Linked DNA regions of Mus musculus: region 2 is linked to region 1. Evidence: chromatin contacts called from public HiChIP or PLAC-seq data. All regions are on one chromosome and are shown on one strand. Each heading gives the region's core, a stretch centred on a gene start, on an enhancer-like site or on the middle of the called end of the contact. The rest is flanking DNA. Distances are from core to core; before and after follow the strand shown. Region 1 has its middle 32 kb from the start of Tlr5. Region 2 overlaps Disp1 (dispatched RND transporter family member 1).

The links. HiChIP or PLAC-seq counts read pairs in DNA pulled down with a chosen protein or histone mark.
Region 2: an H3K27ac HiChIP or PLAC-seq map of heart atrium shows a contact between it and region 1, with 6 times the contacts expected there. The contact joins two enhancer-like sites. A contact is called at or near these places in 1 of 15 datasets of contacts at CTCF or cohesin (the NIH/3T3 cell line), 2 of 484 Hi-C or Micro-C datasets (embryonic fibroblasts and nephron progenitors), 3 of 115 datasets of contacts at active chromatin or transcription factors (astrocytes, embryonic basal ganglia and heart atrium) and 2 of 9 other capture datasets (adipose tissue and liver).

What each region holds. Positions count from the first base shown.
Region 1 is chr1:182,984,066-182,990,000 of GRCm38.p6, reverse strand. No RefSeq gene overlaps it. Among named protein-coding and RNA genes, the nearest start is that of Tlr5, 32 kb to the right of the region's middle. Within about 2 kb of position 3,395, at least 24 of the 459 cell types and tissues checked have an H3K27ac peak or open chromatin away from gene starts, as enhancers often do. A contact at or near this core is called in adipose tissue and heart atrium, where this site is marked.
Region 2 is chr1:183,152,480-183,158,414 of GRCm38.p6, reverse strand. The region is part of intron 3 of Disp1 (dispatched RND transporter family member 1); the gene reads left to right. Among named protein-coding and RNA genes, the nearest start is that of Disp1, 66 kb to the left of the region's middle. Within about 2 kb of position 2,619, at least 65 of the 459 cell types and tissues checked have an H3K27ac peak or open chromatin away from gene starts, as enhancers often do. A contact at or near this core is called in adipose tissue and heart atrium, where this site is marked.

The sequences.
Region 1 (5,935 bases), core at 2,146-4,645:
GGAAGGTCGTGCCTTCATGACAGCCTTAGCTCAGTGTTGGAAACTGTAGTAGTCAGAGCCCTGCCACTGTGACTAAATACTTGAGTACCAAGTTATAAAGAGGAAAGGTTTGTTTCCTTGCACTGTCTCCATGGTCTCAGTCCTTGCTTACCTTTGCCTGTTGCTTTAGGCTACAAAGTGGTGGCAGCATGTGACAAAAACAAAACAAAACAAAACAAAGCAAAACAGCAACAACAAAACAAAAAAATCCAGAGAACAGGGGTGAAGAACTAAGTGTCTTCAACCCCCCACCCCACCACAGGGGTGTTCCTCAATGGCTTAACTTCCCCTTGCTACCCCCACCTCCAGAGGTTCCATCAGCTTTTAGTATCACCATGGGCTTTTGGCCAAGCCTTCAACACATAGGCTTTTGCTGTGTAGACCTGGCTGTCCTGGAACTCACTCTGTAGACCAGGCTGGCTTGAAACTCAGAAATCCGCCTGCCTCTGCCTCCCAAGTGCTGGGATTAAAGGCGTGCGCCACCACTGCCATGGGGCTTGTGTTTGTTTTGAGAAAGGGTTCTACTAAGTAGCCCTTGTTGATCTAGAACTTGCTGACCTTTGAACTCTTAGGAATCTGTGCCTGCCTCCCAGGTGCTAATTAAAAGTGTGTAGCACCATGTCTGGCCACTGCACAAGGGATTGAGGGGATAGTTCAGAGCCAAATGGTAGCTTCCCAGTCCCTCCTTACCTCCTTCCACCCTTTAAACACTGGCTGAGTGACCCCCGCCCCAAACATGAGCTGAGTGGCCAGAGCGTAAGAAGTAGGAAGAACTCACGGACATTTTCCCCCCAACTTTGGAGAGGCTCCTCTCTAAGACCCTTCACATCCCATCCTCCCCCGAAACACTGGCCACACCCCTGAGGATCTGGAAGTTACTAGGAGGTTCCAAATGTCCTTTTTGATCCAGGCCCTTGGAAAGGATTGAAACACTGGGCCCCACGGTCTGATCTCAGCCAGGCTATTAAATATGGAGGGGCTGTTCAGACACCAAAGATGGACTTTGCTGGAGAGTCTCTTCCCACATAATAAATCCTGCTCAAGGCAGATGATAGCAACGCCTGACCACATGGTGCCTGAGATGGATGGCGACATTTTGGACAACAGTGAGTCCCTAATCTAGATCCTATGACACAGCCTTGGAGCCAGCACCTTGCTGGGAGACAAATGGTCCCTTCAGAAGAGGGGAAGCTTTGAAAGGTTGGGAGTGTGGGGCTGGAGAGGGGCCATGTCAGGGTGGAGGCACCAGGGAGAGGGCTGGGAGCAGAGAAACTTTCCAAGCAGGGAAGGGCAATTGGGGGTGGGGGCAGATAGAGAAGAACCCTGTTTGAGCCTGTTCCAGGAACCAAGTTGTGTGAGTTCCTGGATACCAAGAAAGAGATGTCAGCCGTGGGCTCAAAACCCCGTAATGACACTGTTATTTCCCGTGTTACAGGAGGTTTGTTGCTGCCGGTAGCAATGGCCTGAGAGGGCTCTGTGACTCTTGGTGTTTGGTTAAAGGATAGAGTGGCTTGTGATCCTTGTTTAGGATGGGACAGTCTGTATTCCTTGGGGACCGTCATCATGTCAGGTAAGGGACGAAGCTTTCAGGGACTCCAACAAGGAGAAGTGGGGTTTACGGCTCAGAGCAGGGAGCTGTCAGTGAATGGGATGCTATAATCAGGGCTCATCAGCTTGAGGAGAGTCTGTCAGAATGACTGGGTAGGATTCTTGCTGAAAATGAGCTTCAACAGAAGGAGTCTCAAGCAGGGACTGGGGGAGAGCTCCAAGCTGATGTAACAAGATGTTGCACAGACTGGATTCTACAAGGCAGAGAGGGAACCCAGAGCTTGTCCCCATGGAGTACAGGGTCCGGTGGCTGGAGAAGAAGCGAGAATCTTTGTCAGCGCTCGTGTTCTACCCACAGGGTAAGAGCCCTGCTATGATTTGGAGACAACCCGATCTCAGTGCGCATGCGCCATTGGCTAGCAACCAACACAACACGTACTCACGAAGTCGGGGATACTATGTTCTACATATTCACGAAGCAAACCAATATTTTTCCTGTTACTTCACAGTTTACAAACTCTGTTGTGTATTTATTAGTTGATCACTCGTGCTGGGAAAGAAAGGTCCTGGAAAAGAATGCCTGGAACCTCGTGCTCTCTATCTCCCTCCCCCTCTCCTTCCGCTCCCCCCTCCCTCTCTCAAAACGCCAAGACAGAGTCTCACATAGCACAGGCTGCCCTTGAACTTGCTATATAGCCAAGAGTGACCTTGAACTGGCCTCCATTTCCTGTGGACTGGGATTATAGATACGGGCCATCATACATGGTTTATGTGGTGCTGGGATCAAACCTAGGGGTTCCCGTATGCTAGGCAAGCACCCTACCAACTGAGGTCCGCTCCCAGCTCTCATCCCCATTTTACACACTAGAAAACTGAGACCCGAGTAGTCTGGCTACGTGCAGCTCTCCCACTGACTAAGCACATACTTTACAATAGGCATCACAACAGCCCTGGCAAGAAGAAACTGAGTGCTGGAGAGGCGACCAGCTCCAACAGTGGTTACTTGGGGCCACTGATCTCAGCACCCATATTTTACGGACTTTCTGGTGCGTTCTTTCCTCTGGGGCTATCACACCCTAAACTCACATATGCGCGAGATCTCTTGTGTTGCGTACGGAGTAGGGCAGACACATTGCAGATTAATCTGGTCAAGTCCATCTTTTTCTTGTCAGGACCGACATCAGAGTTTGTCCTTGATTATATCCGAGGTGTTAAAGGAGAGATCTGTGCTGTTAGAGCTTCTGGGTACATTTGGGGAATTAAATCCCCCGGCCCTTTCATTCTTTCCTTGGGTTTGCCACCCACGCCTCCCATAAGTCAGACTGGGGTTGCACTGTGCGTGCCTTCAAATGCTGATGTAAAATGTCTGTGGGCCCAGAAACATCACCCGCTATTGTTTCCAGAGTCCATGCTCCAGTAGGAGCCTGGGTCTTTAATGCGCAGGCAGGCGTGGGAGTGTGTGCTTTTCCATTCTGGCTGTAACCGCCTAAGAGTTGCCTCGCTTCCGGCTTCTCCTGGGTTGTTTTTGATGGACGGAACCAGCATCTATCTGGCAACACCCCTGAAGCTTCTGAGCCTGGCTCCTCTAAGGAGCTTTGCTCAAGTTCTGGGTAGGAAAGCTTTCTCTCTGTAGGCTCGGATGTAGGGTTTTTCAACTTTTGTAATGGCTGTGGCCATTTTCTTTCCAGCCAGCTGGGTTTACCTCTTCAAAGATGTCAGCTCCAGCCTCGCCAAGTTTGGGGTTTATAGCTCCACGGCTGGTGACTTAACGTGGGTGTAAAAATAGATCCGCGTTTCTTCTTCCTTCTCTTTAAAATTGGGGAGGAAGGGGCGTGTGCATGTGTTTTCCAACATCCCATCAGTCAGAGACCGTTGAAGCAATTTTAGCTTAGTTTTTTCCCTCACCCCAAAGAGTCGCTCCAAGCCTGAGTCAGACGATGGAACACTTCAAGGAAAAATTTCTTTCCAAAGAAGTCAAGTGCAATTAATGAGGAGGGAGCCGGGGGAGAACGAATTCCAGAGCATTCTCTGTAATGTCAATTACGTCGCTGCCTGATAAACACATGGACGTGTGATCCACGGGCTGTTCCCCTCCTCAGAGGGTTCTTACAATAAGTGACCGTTTCTTTCCATTACAGATCTGGAGGATTTAATTTTCCCAACTGAAACTATAAACAAGATGGACTTTTATACGTGTCACACACACACACACACACACACACACACACACACACACACACACACACGTAGCTGATGGAGAAAGTTTATTAAAAACAAATGAAACTCAGGTCTGTAAAGCCAGCAAACAGGGAAGCTGAGGCGGGAGAGTTGTGAGTTCAAGGCCAGCCTGGGCAGTTTGAGGAGATGCTAGCTCAACAGGCTTTTTAAAGAGAAGCTGGGTTGTAGCTCAAGGTTAGAGTGCTTGTCTGGCGTGAAAGAGATGCTACACTCAATCTCCAGTATCGTAAAGCGTGAGGCAACACATAAAATGTGCTTTTGCTCAGGCGCAGGCGTCTGCTCTGTGCTGGAAGAAACATGGGTTAGAGCGCTATAGCAAACAGCATAGATGTGTTTCTCAGCAGTGAGGCAGTGGTCAGCTCTGGGAAGACTTGTGTCTTTGCTTTTGTTTCAAGTTAGAAATAATCCATATGACCTTGTCTATGGACATGGGCCTGACATTCGTGTGAGGTTCCCTTAGCTCCCTCCTGGATTAGGGCCGGGCTCCTTCCAACTACACCCGTTTTCTTATCTACTCCTGACCAAGGACCTCCTCTGTCTCCTGACCCCTCAGCCCTCTCCACTCTACTTGGCCATCTTAACATGCTTTTATCTCAGACCCCAAACCACCTCTTCACTCAAATCTCCCTCCTAAGCCTCCAATATCACTTGACCTACAGTCAAAACTGCTTGCTGTGGGGAGATCGTCTGCCCTTCTGGCTACATCTGTTGCCCACTCTCACACTGCACACAGTTTCTCTCATTGCTCTGAGTTGACCAGTGACATCCCCATAGCTAAGGTCGGTAGGACATTTCCCTGGCCTTCCCTTATGGGATTTCCATGCTGTACTTGGCAATGACCATCCACCTACCCATCATCCACTCACCCATCCATCCACCCACCCATCCATCCACACATCCATCCATCCATCTGTCCATCCATCCACCTACCCATCATCCACCCATCCACCCATCCATCCATCCATCCATCCATCCGTCCATCCACACAGCCACCCATCCACCTACCCATCATCCACCCATCCACCCATCCACCCATCCATCCATCCATCCATCCACCTACCCATCATCTACCCATCCATCCACCCATCCATCCATCCATCCACCCACCCACCCACCCACCCATCCATCCATCCATCCATCCACCCACCCATCCATCCACACACCCATCCATCCATCCATCCATCCATCCATCCATCCATCTACCCACCCATCCATCCACACATCCATCCATCCATCTACCCACCCACCCACCTCACCCATCTATCCACCATCCATCCATCCATCCATCCACCATCCATCCATCCATCCGTCCATCCACACAGCCACCCATCCATCCATCTACCCACCCACCCACTTCACCCATCTATCCACCATCCATCCATCCATCCATCCATCCATCCATCCATCCATCCATCCATCCAATCTACCACTCCATCCATCTACCTACTCATCCATTTACCCACCATCCCATCTATCCACCCATCATCTGTCCATCTATCCATCCATCTGCCCATCTATCCATCTACCCATCCACCTACCACCCCATCCACCCACCCCATCATCCATCCACCCACCCATCTATCTATCCATCCAATTCATCTACCTACCATGCCATCTATCTACCTACCCATCCGTGCCCATCTAGCCACCCATCCACAGACCCTCACCCCTACCCATCTATAACCTCAGCCCCTAGTTATTTTCAGTGTCAGTTGTAGGATGGTCTTGTGGCTTCTGTGTGGCTGTTCTGCCACAGTCCACACACATCGCCACTCATCTCAGCCTATCAGCTTCACTTCTGTTCTCTTTAACCAGAGATCTTTCCCGGGACTCCCTTTCATCCTCTGACTCCTCTTTTGAAAGCTCCCATCTCTCCCTTGATCCCTAAGGCTCCTCAAGTTCTCTATAGCAGCAGCCTCATCCCTTACGGGCAGAAGTCCATAGCTTCTCTCGGATGGGGGCCTCTGATTCCCAGTCATCACTTTCCACAGCCCACTCTGTGCTCAGTCACAGGCTCTAGCTTCCTGTGGCTCAGCTTGGACCCCTCCTGTTTTTTTGCTTAGCTTGAAATCTCCTCACTTTGGTCAAATGTCTTAATTTCTCAGTGACT
Region 2 (5,935 bases), core at 1,370-3,869, 170 kb before region 1:
TACATGCCCATTTCCACTCTTGCAAAAGTCAGTGTGATTTTTGGTGGTGGGTGACGACTCCTCCATTTTTCTTGTGTAAACAATTTAATTGCTAAATCGGGTGCAAACCACCGTATGTTTGCAGTTAAGGTTAGTTTGGGTTTGCCTTTGTCTTCTTATAGCACTTAGCACAGTAGTGTTAGCAACTGAGTGAAATGGAAACTTTGGGTTCTTTGGGAAGTCAGTTGTGTTGGATGGTGTATTGCTGGGGCAAACACAGGAAACAGTGTTGTCCTGAAGTGCTCACAGATGAAAGGCTGAGGCAGACAAGACTGAGGCAGATTTGTGAAGAAACAGTTTGCTGCAGCAGACACAGGAGAAAGGGTGTTCTGCTAAAGCAAGCGCGTGTAAGGACAGGTGGTGAAGGAGTCTCTGCTAACAACACACATGTATTGGTCCGCCTTACGTTGCATAGTTGAGCTGCATTTGTCCGGACTCCAGGAGAAACCCACCAAAAGAACTTCTGGTGCTGTGCTGTAGTTTCTTGACGCTTCCTCAGACTCTGGCTGATTGGCAGAGTGACATCAGCTGAGACAGACACACATGCTGAGGCAAGGCACATGGAGGATGTGTGATGCTTGGAGGTTATAAATAGAACTCGATGGACAGTGATGGAGGCTGAGCTAGGCTTGCTTATAGAGCTAGCTGTGCAATGCTGTTGGTCTCGCATTTTCTCTGATCTTTGTTTCACTGAGAGAGGCACAGAAGAAAGCTTCTCCTGACATGCCTCCTGAACTGTACTTCTGGTATATCCGTAAAGTGTTTGTGAGTGGATGGAGCTGCCGCTGCTGACCTGTGAACTGAACTGCTGACTTCCAGACAACATAGACGGGAGTTGCTCCAAAGAACCTTTCTAAACAGGTTTAAGATGTAAGTTTTCAGAAGGAACTTTTAAAAACTAAAAACTTTTAGGCAGACTTGTGTAAATGCTCAGGTGAACTTTTCAACTTCCAGAATCCAGAAATAAACATATATATGACTATATGCTTTTAAAACATACCAAAGAGATGTTAATTTTACCCTTTTGAAAAACCATTCCTATGACCTGTAAAATCTGTACGTTATTGTTAGTGGAACATTTGCTTTCTCTAGCATATCTGCTTCAGAAAGAGGACGACACAGACCCTGGGATGGGCCTACTTCCTGTTTCAGTGCGCTGTGACTTTCTTTCACTCACTCACTCTCTTGGAAAGGGCATAGGCAGGCTGACTAGATGGCACAGTGGGTAGAGGTGCTTGTCACTAAGTCACGATCCCAGTTCAATCCCCAAGCTCCACATAGTGAAAGTCTCCTGCAGGTTGATTCCTGCAGGTTGTTCTCTCACTCCTGCAGTGTGCATGTCCTGGTGTGTTTATACACACATACATACATCATGCACCATACATATACATACACACATACATACATATATGCACACACATACATGTGCATGCATACAAAATTTTTCTTTAATTAAAAAAAGGAAAAGGCACTCATTTGTCACTGTGGGACCAGTCAGCTCAGATCTAGAAATGTGATGAGCAGCCCTATAAAACTCAATTTTTTAACAGTCTCAAGAGACACAAAGTCATTAAGAACATAGTAACAAAGACTGAGTTCATTCATTCACCCCTGAGAAAGCTCCAGTTATCTTGGGTGCTGCTTCTAAGTTGGTTTTCCCAGTTGTCTACAGTGACTATAGATGTCTTTAGCTTGGCCAATGAGAGGAAGTAGAACTTTAAGAGTGGATTCTAGTGGCAGGTTCATAGTTCATTCTGAACTAAGGGGAATCCTAAAAAGGGATCTAGGCCCTTTCCTTTCTTTTACTCCCTAGCCATAGGGTGAGTGATTTTGTGTTTAACCACAGGCCCAAAAGCAGTGGGACCAGTTGACCTATCGAACCTTGAAACCCTTGCCAAATAAGTCCATTCTCTCTGTATTCTTGGTCTCTGCTTGGTTTCTCAGGTATTTGTTAAAAGGACAGGAAGCTAATGCCATTGATTAAATCATCCCATGTATTGTTAAAATGATGAACAGCTAACACAGAAAGACAATTACTTCCAATACTTAACAATTCTCTAATTTTTTTAAAAGATTTGTTGTCTGTGAATGTGTGTGTCTGCATTTGTATATGTACCATGTACTAGTTAGTGTGTGTGTGTGTGTGTGTGTGTATTTGCATGTTTTTGTATCTGCATGTGTTGTCTGCATTTTTGTACATATCCAGTGTGTGTGTGCATGTGTGCGTGTGTGTGTGCATAGTGCATGTGTCTATACATGTACATCCAGAGTATGTGTAGGTCTGAGGGGCTTTCAGTAACTTTTTCTCTCCTTCTTCCTGGAGTTTCAGAGGTCCAAGCTGGGCCTTCTGGCTTGTTAAGCCATCTTGATGACCTCCAAAGTTAAAATTCTTCAGTGAAAGTAAGAAGTGTGTTTTAATTCTACGTAAGAAGTTTGAGGCTTGCACTTCTCCATAGGAAAGGTCTGAGCCTGATTCTTGGTGCTGGTCTGACTCCCAGCAAAGCCAGCAGGGTGTGGATGTGAATTCCAAGGCATCACACTTGGCAGAGGAAGGAGGGAGGATTACATTGCCTAAGGTCCCACAGGGGTGGGAGGGGGGTGCATCATGTTCCTCGCTGAGGCATCCTGAGGGAATGAGACTGTAGACCACTAAGTGGAGCTCGTAGGGAGCCTTGGACACTGAGGTAACTAACCAGCAGAGCAACTGAGATAACTAACTAGCAGCTCGACAAAGCTCACGCCTTAACTTAGGAACAAAGCAGAGCTTGCTAGCTTCATTTCTGTGGCTCCTCAGAGCTATTTTTATATCCTTTATTTCCCTGTTGTGTAAGGTACTGGCAATGACAGGCCTTTGCAAAGTACGAGTACTAATACTAATATTGTAGTATGAATCTTTCTTCTGGATGAATTGCTGTTTTGTTTTAAGGCAAAAGTCATCTTGGCAGTACCCTGTTGACAACTTAACTTGGAACTTCAATGCAGTGCCCTACCTAGGAAATGCAGTACTTTTCTCGAGATGAGTAACTGTGTAAGGACTGAAGAGAATGCTCTGCAGATAAGGTGCTTGCTAGCAAGCCTGATACCCGAGTTTGATCTCCAGGACCCCATAGTTGAAGGAGAACTGACTCCCACACATTGTTTTCTACACCCCATCCACCCGCCCACACAGCTTAAAAATGGTGTAAGCTTGGTTTTTGTTGTTATGCTTTGTACTCAAAGTGTCTGGGTGCCTCTCTTCTTTGTCATTTCTTCACCAATTCAGTGCCTAAACCAATGCTTTGCTCTGCATGTCAGGCCATTTTCATGGTAAGATTAAGGTGTGAGTTTTGTAACTGAGGAGTTTACACGCATGAAAGAGTTTCCTCCCACACTGGCATTAGAACTGCCAACTAGGTTATGTGAGTAGGACCTGAATGTGTTAACAAGGAGCCCTGTTTTCTCTCCTGAAGTGGTTGAGATGCCTTCTGCAGGCTCTGCCTGGCCCCAGACTTTGGTAAGTTACCCCAGCGGGGTTGGGACAGCACCTTGTCACAGTCACACTTCCCAACGCTGGAGCTGGAGCTGTCACTGCTGGCTCCTCAGGAGAAACATAATTCTGCCACTGTGAGTGACTGTAGGCAGCTAGGCCCTGCTGAGGGTTTCAGTATGGAGTCACTTCCAGTGACTGAGGCCACAGCTGCTTCCCTGCGGTGGATGGCACATCGAGATGGTTTTTGTTTCCATATTGTGATTTTGTTTTTCTTTTTGAGATGGGGGTGGGGTATTGCTTTCTTACACAAAGTAGTTTTGAATTCCTGAACTTCACTGATCCTGCTGCCTTAGTCCTCTGAGTAACTAGGGAGACGGGGAGACAGGCCAGCAGTGTGAGCCAGCAGACTCACACCATTTCAGGGTTTTAAGTGGCTCTGCTGAGTGGACTCTGCCATGCCCTTAAGGATTCAGGGCCCTTTGAACTGTCCAGGGTCCAAGCCTGGTTGCCAGTGCAGTCCATTTACATCAATGTTTGCTTTCAGCCAAGCCCGAATTTTAAGTCTGACAACACTGCCCTTCCAGGATATCTTGTGTTTTTTCATAATCTTTAATTCTGACATAAATAAAACCCTTACTCCCTTGCTCATTTATTTATCTTTTTTATTTCTTATCTAACCTTATTTCTTATCTTTTTATAGCCATCTCACAGAATTTTATCTTATAAACAAATGTCTGAAGCAAGATTGAGGGTGATTTTCACAATTTTGAACTGTTTGAACGTTTGAATTGTTAATGTATGTGTTTTCAACATCTGAAGCAGCTTCCCCCTCATTCGTGAAATACCTACTGCCAGTGTCTTCAGCTTTAGAGTTTGGGTGGTTTCAGGTTCTTTCTTTGCCAAAAACATTATAACATACAAATGTACAAGAATAAACACTATAAAAGTATAAATAGAAAGAAAGATGAAAGAGGATTTGAGTTTTATATACGCTTCTGTACAATTTCGTTTTATATCAAAGAAGATGATGTGTGTGTATTAGTCATGTATTCAGATGACACGGAGTTTCCTATAATACCTAACCTTTAGAAGATGAGCTTGCACACTTCTTTTCTTCATGCTGTGAAGAAGGCAAGTGTAACTCTCCTCATGGACACACAGCATCCGCATTACGGAAGAGTTCAGTTTGTTGGCAGAATCTGCACTCGGCGCACACTGCTTTCATTTATATTCAGTGGAGAGCTTTGTAACAAGATACAACTGAAACCCTTAAGAGAATGTTCTAATTAGATTAAAGTCAAGATATATTGTTCTTCATTTTAGCAGGAGATTTCCTGCCAAGAACTTCTATTGTAAAAGTATAATATCACATTTTGAAATCCTATATTGCAAACCAGAAATATTTTGGAAGCTGCCCAGAGCTGTTAATATTAAGCTTTGTTTTTAAATCCTTGTGTATCTCAAGATTATATTCTTAGGTCATCTGTCTGCAGACTTGTTACTTTGTAATGCCTGAAATGCTTTGGATATATGTATATGTATATATAAATAAAATAAAATCAGAGGTTTCTCTCCTCTGAAATTTAACACTTTTTTCATGTCAAGAAAGCTCTCCTTGCAGACAAATGTGGAACTGTAATAAACTGACCTTGTATTAACTTTCACATTTTCAAAGGCAGGGCCTGTTTGACTTTTCCCTTTGTTGTTTTGAGAGAAGCTGGCATTGAGCTTTATGTGTGGTGGAGGGTGAGTTTGAACTCCTGAGCCTACTGCCCTCTCCTCCCGATACTCGAGGATTTAATAGTAGTTTCTTTTGGTTAGGTTAAGGGAGATTAGAACTGCTGTGTAGTCTGCAGAGAATGCCGACCACTCCATCCCTGAGACCCACCGATGCGCGGGCCTTTTCTTCTAAAGTATACATTCCACTTTCTGGTCTCTTTAAGATGTTCGATAGCTAATCAGTCAATAATAAGTGCATTCCATTCTGGATAACCAAATGCTTCTTGTAATATTGATAAGATATATATGATTTTCTAATTCTTCATCTAGTCAAACAAAGGCTATATGAGCTAAACCCCAAGATTTCCTCCATTCGTTAATTTTTATGATGCTTTATTACAGAGATGAGATCTACTACAATAAGATTAGCCAGAGATTAAGTAGAAAGTCTACAGGCCTTTAATGGCTCACTGTGGAGGAAAGAAAGATTATTATTTTTGTTGTTGTTGTTGTTGTTTAAAAATACCTCTGTTAGTGCCTAGGAAAATCCTATGACAAAAAACAAGTGAGAGTTGAAAACCTGTCTTTGAATGAGCTTGCATATTATTTTTGAAATGACTGCTACTGGTTCCGAGAGAAGGTGAGTAGCCAGACTTCCTTGGTACTCAGACTCGACATGAATTGAATCTTGACTGTTGTTTCTTTCGT